2 separate regions of the Mus musculus genome follow, and region 2 is linked to region 1. The links are chromatin contacts, called in public HiChIP or PLAC-seq maps. All regions are on one chromosome and are shown on one strand. The core of a region is the stretch at or near the end of the contact, and the rest is flanking DNA. Distances in the headings are between cores, read along the strand shown. Region 1 holds the start of 2610027F03Rik (a long non-coding RNA gene). Region 2 holds the start of Ccdc93 (coiled-coil domain containing 93).

The links. HiChIP or PLAC-seq counts read pairs in DNA pulled down with a chosen protein or histone mark.
Region 2: an H3K4me3 HiChIP or PLAC-seq map of embryonic forebrain shows a contact between it and region 1, with 2.6 times the contacts expected there. The contact joins the promoter of Ccdc93 here to the promoter of 2610027F03Rik in region 1. A contact is called at or near these places in 1 of 39 promoter capture datasets (hippocampal neurons), 2 of 115 datasets of contacts at active chromatin or transcription factors (astrocytes and embryonic forebrain) and 1 of 9 other capture datasets (embryonic stem cells).

What each region holds. Positions count from the first base shown.
Region 1 is chr1:120,681,420-120,687,637 of GRCm38.p6, forward strand. 2610027F03Rik (a long non-coding RNA gene) reads left to right here and starts at 3,996. Exons shown (of 3, transcript XR_001779385.1): 1 at 3,996-6,218.
Region 2 is chr1:121,427,085-121,434,227 of GRCm38.p6, forward strand. It overlaps Ccdc93 (coiled-coil domain containing 93), which reads left to right and starts at 3,983. Exons shown (of 24, transcript NM_001025156.2): 1 at 3,983-4,173. The coding sequence starts at 4,132. It overlaps Gm35243 (a long non-coding RNA gene), which reads right to left and starts at 3,984. Exons shown (of 2, transcript XR_387343.4): 1 at 3,863-3,984; 2 at 524-3,145.

The DNA of each region.
Region 1 (6,218 bases), core at 2,746-5,245:
TGAAACTGGCAAGGTAGGCTAGGCTGGCTGGCCAGTGGGTTCCAGGATTCTGTTTGTCTCTGCCTCTGTAATGCTGAGAGAACAAGCACACACCACTACACCTGTTATTGTTTGTTTGTTTTCTTCTTTGGAATGAGCTATCTCAGCAGCCCAGGATTTTAATGTTTTAACTTTATTTATTTATTTATTTATTTATTTATTTATTTATTTATTTAGTGCTTTTGTGTCCCCCTGGGCCACAATATATATATATGTGGAGACCAGAGGACAAGCAAGAGGACTCAGTTCTCTCCCTGTACCTGTTGTGTCTAGGGATCAAACACATGTGACCAGGTTTGGAGGCAGGTGTTTTCACCCACTTATCCAGGATGCAGGCTCAACCCTATTGCACTTTAGTTTTGTGTGAGTGCATGTGTATTGGGGTCAGAGAGCTTGTATATGCACATGAGTGGAGGTCAGAGGACATCTTGCAGGAAATAATTCTCTTCTTCTAACATACAAAGTCCCTGAAATCCGACTTGCAGTTGGGCTTGGAGGCAGCCATCTTTACTTGTTGCGCCGTCTCTCCTCCTCACACATTGTTCTCCTTCTTTAATCATGAGTATTCAGACTGTAGGAGTGAATCTTTAGGAAACTAAACTAAACTAAGCATCTGGAGAAGCTTCCATATGGATATCAGGAACTGCTTACCTCAGGGCAAGCAGATCTGCTAAGATTGTTTCATTATAACTGGGAACTCCATTAACATCAGGGAAAAGGGAAGTCAGTTTCCACCATGTGAACTGGTGCGTGGTGCAGGAGTGAGCAAATTTTGCTGAGTTGGGACCTCACAGGCAAGCTTCTGTTGTTTGGTACCTTCTGTTCTTGCTGATTTGTGAGACAGGCCAGTTGAAGCCATCCTAACGCCAGCTTTATGAATATCTCTCTGATGGACCCACAAGTCTCTCCCGCAATGGCCTTATAAGGATGAACTCTGAATAGGATGTCCTGGGGTGAGAATCAATCCATAGTGAGGATGACTTTCCCCCTCCTAGGTCTCAACCTTTCATAGCGAGACGGGCAACCAGGACAGTAGGAAATGGAAACAAGCTATGTTTAGCCGAATCTTACATACCATAATCTCTTTACCATGGTCAAGCAAGGCAGGAATGCTCAGACTGATCGTTCTGGCTCAAATCCATTCCAGAGTGGAGTGATTTACGACTTAACACCATTCTTGATTTTTCCCTGAGAGTGAAGTTACATGACCCAAGCATAACATTAGTCTGCACCAGGCTGGGTGAGAATGGCCTTCTAAAGGGTGGTCTCAGTCTCAGACTCCCTCCAAAGTCCCAGCAAGCAGCCAGGAGCACTGCTGTTGTAAGAAGCTGACAGTCTGGTGAGTTATGAGATCAGAGGGAGTCTGGCCCAGGAGCCTCTGCTGTGTCTTCACCCATGAATCTTGACTTAACCCAAGCACAGGAGACACAGTCGATTCTACCTCTCTTCCTGCTCCGGTCTTGACCTACAGACTCCTCTGCCCTGTGCTTGATCTAAAAAGATAGTAAAGTTTTAGGAGGTTGGGACAGGTCATTTCAGCTCAGGCAGAGGAACAAAACCAAGGTAAAGCTGGGAGATTTGAATGATTAAAATCAATGAATATAGGGCTCGGGAGATGGTTCACTTAATACAGTGCTTGCTCCCACTAGCAGTTCAGATTCCCCAGCAAGCACACAAAGAAATCCAGGCATCATGTCCCTGCAAAGACTGGAGCTGGGGAGGCAGAGACAGGAAGATGCTGGTCCTTGTTAGCCAGCTATTGTGTCTGGATGGTTGAGCTTCAGCTTCAGTGAGAAACCCTGCCTCCATCCCAATAGGTGGAGGAGAAAGATAAAAGAAGACACCGGCATAGGCCTCTGGTCTCTATAGACACATACACTCATGCACACACATATAAACAAAATAAATGGATATAAAAAACCGAGTCCCTCAAAATAGTCCAAATTCCTCAAAACCCATCCAGCAAGACTTGTAAACAGGTGACTGAGACGCTGAAATTGCTTCAAGACAGATGCCTTTTTAAACAGTGTCCAGGACTCCCTTTTGGGGCTCCTCGTTGCACAGTTCCTCAAGCAGGAGGCACTTCATCTTCAGACATCTGCAGTTGTCAGAGAGGTGGTGTGGAGGCCCAGATGTGGAGTCTTGTGCATTAAAGCTCACAGGCAGATCCTGACCACCGTCTCAGAGGAAACAGTTGGCAGGCAGGTGGGGGGGGGGGGGAGGGGAGGAAGCTACGCTTCTGCAGACGCACCACGACCAGCCTCTGCCCCTGCTCTGCGGGCTAAACACTGACTACAAACTGTAATTTCAGTTCTCTGTTTTTCTTGCTGTGTAGTGCAGGCTGAGCTTGAACTCCCAGAGATCTGACTGCCTCTGTCTTCCGAGTGCCGGGATTAAAAGAGAGTTACTTTACCCCCACACGTGGCTTATTTTCTCAGCTTTTAGGAGTGACTAAGAGCTGGGGAAATGGCTCAGTCAGTAAGGTGCTTGCTGTGCAAGGGTGAGGACCTAAGTTCATTCCTCAGGACCTACCTGAAAAATAAACAAGCAAGCAAACGAGCAGCAAGGAGTGACGCAGCAGGCTCGTGATTCAGAGTTTGAAGAGATAGAGAAAGGTGGATTCCCTGGGGAATGGCCACCAGTGTAGCAAAAATGAGAAGTTCCAAGACAGTGAGAAATCACATCTCAGAAAGGAAGATGGATAGGTTCAGAGAAAGGACATCTGCAGTTGACCTTTAGCCTTCAAGTTTACATGCGCACCCACACACACATATACACACACACAAAACACACACACACACACACACACACACACACACACACACACACACACAGAGTGCGATTAACAGGGTCTTCTTCTCCTGTTTCCTTCAGGGGTAAAATTTCTTTTATCTCATCAAAATATAGCCCTGACATGGGCATGCTTGGTTAAATTTGTAATGTTGCCCGAAATGTCTCTCCACTTACTTGGCAAATTTGATGGGAAGGATGCTGGGACACATGACAGGGAGACACTGACAGCTCTCTGCTAATATGAACGGGACCAGTTTAGCACCTCTTTTCTTTCCCATGGTAGGCAAAGCCTCATGCTTAACTCAGACCCAAGTGGATTGCCCCACACAGCCGGAACCCTGAGGCGCCAGCCTGCCATTAAGAAGCAGAGTGTAGGTATGCAGTTCAGTGGTTGAGCAACGGTTTAGCATGCACTGGGTCCTGGATCAGATCTCCAATCCCCAAACCAAACCAACCAAACAAACCCATGAGTTCTAATGGCATCTTCATATTTCATTTCAGAGACAAAGGATTAGAAATGTTTAAAAACTGTAGCTCAGGGGACCTGGTGAGATAGTTCAGCAGCTAAGAAGACCCAAGTTCAGTTTCCAGCACCAATACTGGATGGCTTGCAACTGCCTGAAACACCAGCTCCAGTTGGCAGCTTCTTTGGGTCTCCGACGGCATCTACACTCACTTACATGCACATCTACATATTATTTAAAAATAAAACCTATTTTAAAAAACTAAGAATTATGGCTCAAGACAGATATGAACCTTTAATGCAGGTCCAGCCAGGAGTTTAGTGGAAGAAATCAAAGAAGAGAATTCACCAAGAATTCAGTTAGAAAGTCACACCATCTTCTTGTCAATTGTGATAATAAAATCAATACTGCTGAAGATAATGAGAATTTCGAGGGTTATTAATCAGTAAAAATATTTTCAATGGGTAAAGTCTTATCCACCTCAGGTACATGTTTTACCACTGGGAAGATGTGTGCATCTACATGAAGGTCAGATGGCAACTTTGGGTACTGATTCTTCAGGAACAGTCTACCGTTTTTGTATATATTTTTTAAGGCAGAGTATCTCACTGGCCTGGAGTTCATCAGGTAGACTAGGCTGGCTGGCTAGAAAGCCTCCCACGTCCCTCCCCCCCCCCCACCCCCAGGGATCCACCTGCCTTCATCTCCCATGTGCTGAGATTTCAAGCGTCTAGGACCATGTCCAGTCTTTATACACAAGTTCTGTGGGTAGAACTCAAGTCTTCATGTTTGCTTGACAAGAACTGTATTGATTATGTCAGCTCCTCAACCCTTTAATCAGTTTTATTAAGTATTTGTTTTACCATCCCCACTAGGGGATGGTAAAATTGTCTGAGGGGCCTTTGAGTTCTATGAACAGTTTTTTGATCAACAGCTGCTTGTAGCAAAAATCTTTCAGAGTTAGTGTAAAATCTCTGTCCTCACTGTTGGCTTAGTTCATCCATAATGACGCTCTGGCCATTAAAAACATCATTTAAATTAATTTCCTGGCCAATAGAATGGGAGTCCCTGGAATTTGAGCTATGTATGTTGCCTGGACCACGTTAGGGCTGAGGCAACTGGACCAGGCATGGCCTAGGGTACAAAGAGGTGGTGATTAATTTAGGGGTCAAGTGTTTAAACATCTGTCGCCTGTAGACTGCTTGCTTCAGTTCAGACACCTCTGCTTTGGAAGAAGGAGCCGGGAGGCCCCCTGCTGCCCTTATTTCCAGCCCAGTTGCCTGGTGCTCTGTCCCTCAGCTTCTCTGAGATACCAGCCCTAGGGAGACTGTGCACTGCAGTTTGTACCACCCTGTGGTGACTTTATGCTATGACATATGCTCCCTCCACTAGCCTTTCTATTATATGAGTGTCATCCCTCTCTACTGCTTGTTCCAAGGGCCATGATTTAGCTTCTTTCCTATCTCTAGACACTTTGGAGGGGCTCAGCCAATCCCGAGGTGGGTTTCCATGTCTTTAAGGACCCGAGAATCACCTGTGCCGGACTTTCACTGTCACCATGGTTTCTGCAAAGCTGATTAGTAAGGAATTAACCAGCACCAGACCAACCCAGAATGGGGGACTTCAGACGTGGCTCAGACGTAAGACCACTGGCTGTGTGAGAGTGAGGACCTGTGTTCCCATCCCCAGCATGTATGTAAAGAGCCGAGTGAGGCTGTGTAGGTGCCTGTAACCTTGGTTTTGTGCTGAATGGAGGTATGAGGATCACTGGGGCCGGCTGCCAGCTTAGCTCCTGGATCTGTGAGATATTCTGGTTCAGGGTCATAGAACAGGATCTGTAGTTGTCCCTTCTGGCCTCTGCATTCATATACCTGCATACACAGGAACTAGACATACATACTCCACATAGATAGAGCACATACACACTAATAAAATAAGCAAACTCCTCAAAACCCAGAGCACGCTCTAGCCTAAGCTCAGGGCAGCACCCCAAGTTCAACACCCACAAGAGGCTGGTGCTGAGAAAGGAAAGTGGATGGCCTCTGATGCCCACAGAAGTGTTTGCTTTTTCTCTCGCTCCACAGATCTCTCAAATGTTCTTTTTCCACACTGTACCCCCACCCCCAATTTTATACATAGCAGATGGTGTTCAAACAAGTCAAGGAGCAGAAGCTGCAAAAGGCTTAAAAGAAAAAAAAAAGACAGTGAAACTCATATATTTCTTCAAACGATAAGATGAACTACAGATGTTTGAGGACTGGAGATGGTGCCGCCTGCGACTGCAGCCCCACTTAAAAGAAGAGTCCCTTATGTTTAACGTTGGACAAGCCCGGTAGCTGTCACGGCATGATTTACGGAGGTTGTTTGTGAGATTTTATGTTACTGGGGACCTGGCAATGAAAACCTCATTCCTTCTGCCCATAGGCATTATCTCCTGGAGTCCATGGTGGACTCGTGGGGGTGAACTTGGCGCTTTACAGCCAGTCTGTGGTCCTCTGGCTTCCTGCGTTCTGACCAATGCTTCCCTTCCACCCTGGATACTAGAACTGACCCCTCTGTGGGGATCTGGGTCCTTGGAAGCGTCCTGTTCCTACCTGATACCTGCAATCAGATTACTCTCAAATTAAGCTTGACAAAGTTGTTAAAGGCGAAACAGTTGTGTGGCAGAATCCAGCTGCATATAGGAAACAGCTGCCTTCAAGGCTTTCTCCCCTTCTTCTTTTTAAGGAAGGAAAGCATCTCCATAGAATGTTTAAAATGTGAACATAAAGGTTATCTTAGAAAGGCCAGCAGAGCCTGTGATCAGAGAGTGCCATGGCTCTAGTAAAAGCTTCTTTTGGGGTGACTTCTTAGTCATAAATATCTATTACCCACTGAAGCCAGGAACCCAAGACCTTCTCCAAATGTAGATTTCATTCCCTG
Region 2 (7,143 bases), core at 2,733-5,232, 750 kb after region 1:
GCTAAATATAGAATGCAACGTTGCACAAGTGTAAAAGCTTACCACTTAAGAACAGCATACAGTTAAGAACTTTCAGGAAGAAGAGATAGTAATGACAGCTCAGTGAGTCAAGTGCTTGTCTTGCAAGCATGGGAACTGAGTTTGATCCCCAGAACCTAAGTTTAGAAGAAGAGGAGGAAGAAGAGGAGGAAGAGGAGGAGGAGGAAGAGGAGGGGAGGAGGAAGAAGAGGAGGAAAAGGAAGGGAGTGGTGGAGGGGGAGGAGAAAGTGAAGGAGGAGGAGGGGAAGGAGGAGGAGACTGCAGCCTGGAGGCTTGGAGGCCTGGAGAGATGGCTTAGTGCTTAAGAGCACTTGCTGTTCTTCCAGATGACTTATTCTGTTTCCAGAACCCATGTTAGGAGGCTCATAATTGCTTGGAAGTCCTCTTCTGGCCTTCATATACACCCGCACACATGGGGTACACACACACACACACACACACACAGTCCCAGTTTTTTGTGGTAAACACCATAACCAAAATCAACTTGGGAAGGAAAGGGTTTATTTCATTTTACAACTTATAGCCTATCATGAAAGAAAGTTAGGGCAGGAACTCAAGGCAGAACACACTGTCCAGGAGAGTCAAATAATACAGTTAGCTACTCTTGTTTATTTAAAACATTGGAAAGGGTGGCTAGAAAACTGGCTCTTGGTAGTTGTCAGATCACAAACACTTGTAACTCTAGCTCCAAAGGTTTTGATCCCTTCTTCTGGACTCCAAAAACAACTACACTCATGTACTCGAATCCACACAGAGATACATAACACATTTTGTTTTTTATCTAAAACATTGTGAAGGCATTTATAACGGGGAACCGAGGTCTCGACACCTTTGACGTGGGCTACTCTACAACCGGGTATTTAAATTCACCTGTCCTGAGGCAGCGGTCCATGTTTGACCCCACATGGCTACAATTTTCAGTATATATCAAGTCAGCGATGGAAAGTTTTAGGGTTATAAAAATGAGGTCGTTGGAGAGTTATGGATGGGCCCTTTAGACATGAGTTTTACTGTGTGAGAGCAAGAGCTCTAACCCAGGGGGAGAGCTCTCTTCTCAGCACCTCACTTTGTTCTCCCGTTATGTGGGGGCTCAAGAAACTTTCTCTTCCTTTGGTTCACCTTGGAGCTCACTGCTCATCCCAGACTGGTTGGTTAGAAAGGCCGAGGGGTCGGCCTGTCTCTGCCTCCCCAACAGAGGAATACAAGCACACCTCCACCGCTCCTGGAATTTTCCACTGGGTTCTGAGGATCATCCTCAGATCTGAATGCTTGCAAAACAATCACTTTATAGCCTGGGTTCAGCCTTTAGTCAGGGCAGGAAGTTCTTAAGACTCTTCCTACCACTTGTGTGCTCTGCGTCCAGAGAAGCCATTGTTCTGTTTGGATAAACCCCAAAGTACAAAATACAAAGTTCTCCACGGACAAACATTTACTTCGTATTTAAGTTTTTGAAGACTTCAGGTATAGGAGCTGTACCAGTCAGGGCTCCCTAGAGTAACAGAACTTATAGAACTAATCTCTGTGGAGAGTCATTGGATCTATTGGAATGACTTACAGGCTGCAGTCTAGCTAATCCAACAACCGCTGGCTGTGAACAGAAAGTTCAAGAATTCAGAAGTTGCTCGGTTCCACAAGGCTGGATGTCTCGGCTGGTCTTCAGTTTACATGTTGTCCCAGAGTAGGTTCTAATGACAGTGAAGAAATGGATGTGCTAGCATGGTGAGAGAACAGTCAGGCAAAAAAACCAGAAACCTTTCTTCTATGTCTTTATATAGACTTCCAGCAACAGGCGTGGCCCATACTAAAGGTGTGTCTTCCTGCCTCAAGATCCAGGTCAAAGGCTGTGTCTTCCTGTCTCAAAGGTCTGGACCGGAACTGGATTCACCCACTTCAGACCAAGCAGAAAAATCTCTCCCAGGTGTGTTCTCTACTTCTGGATTGTAGTTCATTTCAGACTGTGGTGGTTTGAATAGGAATGGCCTTCATAGATTCATTTCTTTGAATGCTTGACTATAAGGAGTGGCAAGATTAGGTGTGGCCTTATTGCCATAGGTGTGGACTTGGTGGAGGAAATGTGTGTGACATGGTAGAAGCAGGCTTTGAGGTCTCCTATGCTCAAATTACATGAAGTGTGGCACACAGTCTTCTGCTGCCTACAAATCAAGATGTAGAACTCTTGGCTCCTCTGGGACCAAGTCTGCCTGCATACTTCCATGCTTCTTGCCATGATGATAGTGGACTAAACCCCTGAAACTGTAAGCCAGCCCCAATGAAATGCTTTCCTTTATAAGAGTTACCCTAGAGGCCGGGCGTGGTGGCACACGCCTTTAATCCCAAAGCTTGGAGGCAGAGGCAGGCAGATTTCTGAGTTCAAGGCCAGCCTGGTCTACAGAGTGAGTTCTGGGACAGCCAGGGCTATACAGAGACCCACCCCCCAAAAAAAAAAGAGTTGCCCTAGTCATGGTCCCAAGAATTGCTATCATAGAAGCTGGAGAGATGGCTTGGTAGTTAAGAGCTCTTACTGCTCTTACAGAGGACCTAGGTTTGATTCCCAGTGGCTATGAGATAGCTCATAATTTTCTGTAATTCAGGTACCAGGGGAACCTCATACCCTCGAATTTCTTTGAGCCAGAGGCATGCACATGGTATGTAGGCATACATACAGGCACAACAGTCATACACCTAAAATAAAATAATAAATCTAAGAAAAAACAATCAAAAGTTATCAGAGATATTAAGAGGAAGAAAGGAAGCAAACACAAAACCTCTTTAATGGCAAGAAGCATATGTTTTTCCAGTTTTCCACCCGTCCTTCAGTAAAGATCTCTCCTACAGCAGAAGACTTCATGTCACTTCTGCCTCCATCTCTTACAAAATGAAAATAGGCTGGTAAGCTGTTCTGCAGCAGGTGCTGGGCTGGCAGGAAAAAGACAACCCTTTTGTATAGCTGCCATCCTCTGGGACAGACAAGGGGCACATTGCATAAGTGGTACAGCAGCTAATCGTATGTGATCACCGGACTCTGCATTTTACAAAACATGTCCCCAGAAAGATGCAGGGTGTCAGGATGAGATGGGTGAGGATTATTTTCCAAAACAAAATTTTCCTGGAAATAAAATGCAGAGACTAGGAAGGAACAAATGTAATGATCTCTTTTTGAGTTCTCTGTCCCCAGGTCCACATGTTAATAGCTGGCACAAGAGTGTGTTAAACATGGCTGGAACTGGGTCTTAGCTGGGACTGACTCAGGAGCTGGGAGCTGTCCAAGCCAGGCTTGGAAAGAACCAAACTCAGAATCTGATACCCAGGGAAAGGAAAGGGAGCCAGAAGGCAAGAGATCCTCACGACACAGGGAAATAGCTTTTAAGAAGCTCCGTGAAGGCCAAGAAACTAGAAAGTGGGAATAGTTAAAAGAACTCTGGTGATATAACAGTTGAAGGGAGAAATACTAGAGGTAGAAGGATTTAAGAAGGGAAGGGACCGGCAAGGAGATGGTAGAGAAAAGAGGGTGGGTGTTCAAGTAAAACTAAGGATATATGAAAATGCCATAAGGAAACGTGCTACTTTGTAAACGAAAAAAAAAAAAAAAAAAAAAAAAAGGAACTGATCATGGTGGCGCATTCCTATAAACTATAGGGGAACAAAGTCATCCTTAGGAAGTGCTAAGCCAGGCTGGCTAAGACACTGTCTCAAGGAACAAAAAAAAAAGAAAAAAAGAGGAACAATAAGAAAGCATTTTAAGAAAACTTAGGAAAGAAAGGAAAAAGTAGGAAAAGAAAAAAGAAAAAGAAAGAGAAACATTTTTAAAAGAAAGAAAAAGTACCTTAGGAGGAATCTTGAGTTCAGCACCTCCTCTGAGGGGAGGATCGGTTACTCGGGATCCAGCCCCGCCCAGCAGTGCTGGCTGTCCTTGCGCAGGCGCAGTGGTTCCTCGCTTCAGCACTAGTGCGCATGCTCCGCGGGGCCACGGTTCTCCGACCTGCTGTGGTAGTGTCAGCTCCTGTGAAGGAAGTTTCCGCTTTGCACCCCACCCGGATCACAGTTCGGTTGTAGGGCCCGCTCTCTCCGGCTCCACATCAGCGCATCTGGATCATGGGGTTACCCAAGGGGCCAGAGGGCCAGGGACTCCCGGAGGTGAGGACCTCTGTCCCTGACACCCTGGGGTTGCTGGGGAGAGAGGGCCGAGCCCAGGGCGGCGGGCAGGGACCAGCCTGGGGTGGCGGGGACACTGTCTATGGTTGCTCAGGTGTGTCTGTCCCAAGGCGGGCCCTAGGTACCCTGGAGGGGCAGCTGACTGGTCCCCCGGCGTGCCAGGGTGCATCGTGTCGCTGGGTGCAAACTTAAGGGTTCCTGGGTCCTCTGGGGACAGAGGAAACATCCAGATCCCGGCCCAGATGCAACCTCACACATCACGAGGTCCCCGGGAATTCCTATCTCGGGTTGTCTGGAGGCCCCTCACATTGCGAGACTGGCTTCCCCCGGGCCAAGGCTGCTGCGCTTAGGAGTCTCAGCAGTCACGAGATGAGCGGTGGGACTGTCCTGCTCCCGGTGTGCAGGGGGCGGTGACCTTGGGACACACACCTTCTGCGGGACCCATGTGGCCAGCCTTTCATTCCCTTTTGTCAGGAAGGCACGCTACCTACCCGGCTTGTAGCCTCCTGCCCCTCCCCCCGTCCCACGGGCCGGGGAGGGTGAAGGAAGTTTGGAAGCTCTGCGCACATCAGGGTGATGACAGAGTTGAGGACACTCTCTCCTGTGGTGCCTGTGTCGGGACAGGAACATGCTGCGTGTTCTAAGGAGGGAGGACCTTTTCAGAAATGGTTTAGTCGAGTACTCAGCCAGTACTCATTCGATCCTATGAACAGGACTACCACGTAGGCTGGGAAGAAAAGTGCAACCACTCTCTAACGGTGGGCTACCGTTAGAGCTTGGCTGTGGGATTTCCAGTTGTCCTCCTAGTTGCTTTACTCAAAGCTCTGAGCTTAGAGAAGAGTCCCAGTTTCCAGAGAGAATTAGGGAACACCTCTAAGGCACCTGGATCTCTTTCTAAGGCTGGAAGGCAGGCTTTGGCAGAGGTGTGGTGTGCCTATTTGACACTGTGCCTAGTGCCCGTTCTTATTCAGCTGCGCCGATCTTGCTTCCCCGTGCCCCTCACAAATCCTTCTGTTACATCTTCATCCTACTCATTACAGAGTCGAAGTGTTCTGTGTCCAGGTGATGAAGGGTGGGTATGTGTGGCCCTGGGTTAGGTAAAGTTTCATGGGGTCTGGGTTGTAATAGTTCAGATTTTCTTTGCCATGTAAAAATCTCTGTCTGTCTGTCTCTCTCTCTCTGTCTGTCTCTCTCTGTATGATGAAGTGCATATGTGAGCATGTGTGGAGGTCAGAATAGAGCCTCCCATGTCACCCTCATGAATGCTGAAAACCTCCTTTGAGACAAGTACTCATTGGCCTGGCACTTCCCAATAGGCTAGATTGGTTGGCCAGTGAGACCCAGGGATCTTTCTGTCCCTGGGATTACAAGTGCACAGTACCATGGCTGGTGTGTTTATATGGGTCCTGGAGATTGAACTCTGATCCTCATGTCGTGAGGCAAGCGCTGGGCTATTGTTGCAGCTTTAAGGCTTTTCTTGGCCGTCTGCTATGGAGTCCTGTGTAGGGCTTCCAGTTCTACCCTAGTTCCTTCAAACTAGTGGAAGTTTTTCTAAAAGTAATAAACACACCACTTTCATGAGTAGGTGTGACTCCTCATAGATAGCCAGGAGGCTGGGTCTGATTTGTTACTCTTTTCTAGCTTGTTCTACATCGTGAGTTCTGGAGCAGCTGTGGGTAGGGAGATGAGAGGGGTGGGCATACATAGTGAGATCCTGTCTCAAAAAAGAAAAAGCAAAACACAGAAAGACCAAAATGACTGTTATAGTGTGCACACAGATATAGACTTAAAAAAAAGATATAAAGGCTAAAAGCTAGCATGAGTATAAAGTTGAAAAGCTCCAAATACCGAGGGTTTAGGGCAGAGTGCTTACATATGTGCCTGAGCTCTGGGTTCTGTCCCCAGCACAGTGAACAGTGAGGGTGGGGTGCCTGTAATCTCAGCACTGGGGAGGCAAGAGAACTAGGAATGCAAGGTCACTGTCCACATAGAGGAATGGAGAAGGCCAACCCTGGGCCACAGGAGACCCTTTCTTAAAAGACAAAACAAAATTGCTGTCACCTGGCTCTCACTAATCCAGTTAACTCCTGCTGGTCAGGTTTTGAATCCCTTTGTGTGTATATGAAAGAAAGCAATAGCTAGACCCTTCCAGCTTCTGAGAGCTACAGTGCAGGGCAGATGGGAGCTTCTCTGGCCTTGTTTAAGAGCTCTCTGCGATCCATCTCTATCAGTCTCTGGTTATGAATTTATTTCCCTTTACTTACGTATATGTCCATGTGTCTGTATGTGCGAGTGAATCTGAGTACCTGTGAAGTCCTGACGAGCGTGGCAGATACCAGAGATGAGTAAAGGTGGTGGTGAGATGCTTAGTGTGGGCTTGGGGAACTGAACCTGGGTCCCCTAGAAGAACGGTATGTGCCCTGAACCACTAAACCGTCGTCTCTGGCCTCCAGTGTCCTACGTTAGTAACTGGAGGTATTATCCAGTGTGCTGGGGTTTTATGGTTTCAAGAAGGATGGTTTTTTGTTCTCTGCATATCAGCACATGACCACTTTCCATTCTGTGTAAGCGCGTTAATGTGTAAAGTGAATTTGGAATCAAACATCCCCATTCAGTGTCTTAGGCCAAAAACTTATTTCATTGGTTCTATTTCAAAAATACAGTTGTACATCCTGAAATGACAGGCAGCCGGTGGGGATGCTATATGCAATGAATTGAGGTGGGAGATTGTCCTTCTGGGCTATAGTGTCCCCTTCTTGGCAGTATCTTTATGACACATGATGGCTGAATACTCGAAGGAATTCTGTCTTATTTACCTGTGTGTGTGTGTTTGCATGTGTGGTGTCTAGACATGCCTGTATGCGTGTGTATATGGATGTTCATATGTGTGTATAGATGGTCACACGTGTTTGAATACACATGTATGTGAGTGCATATTGACACCTGAGGTTG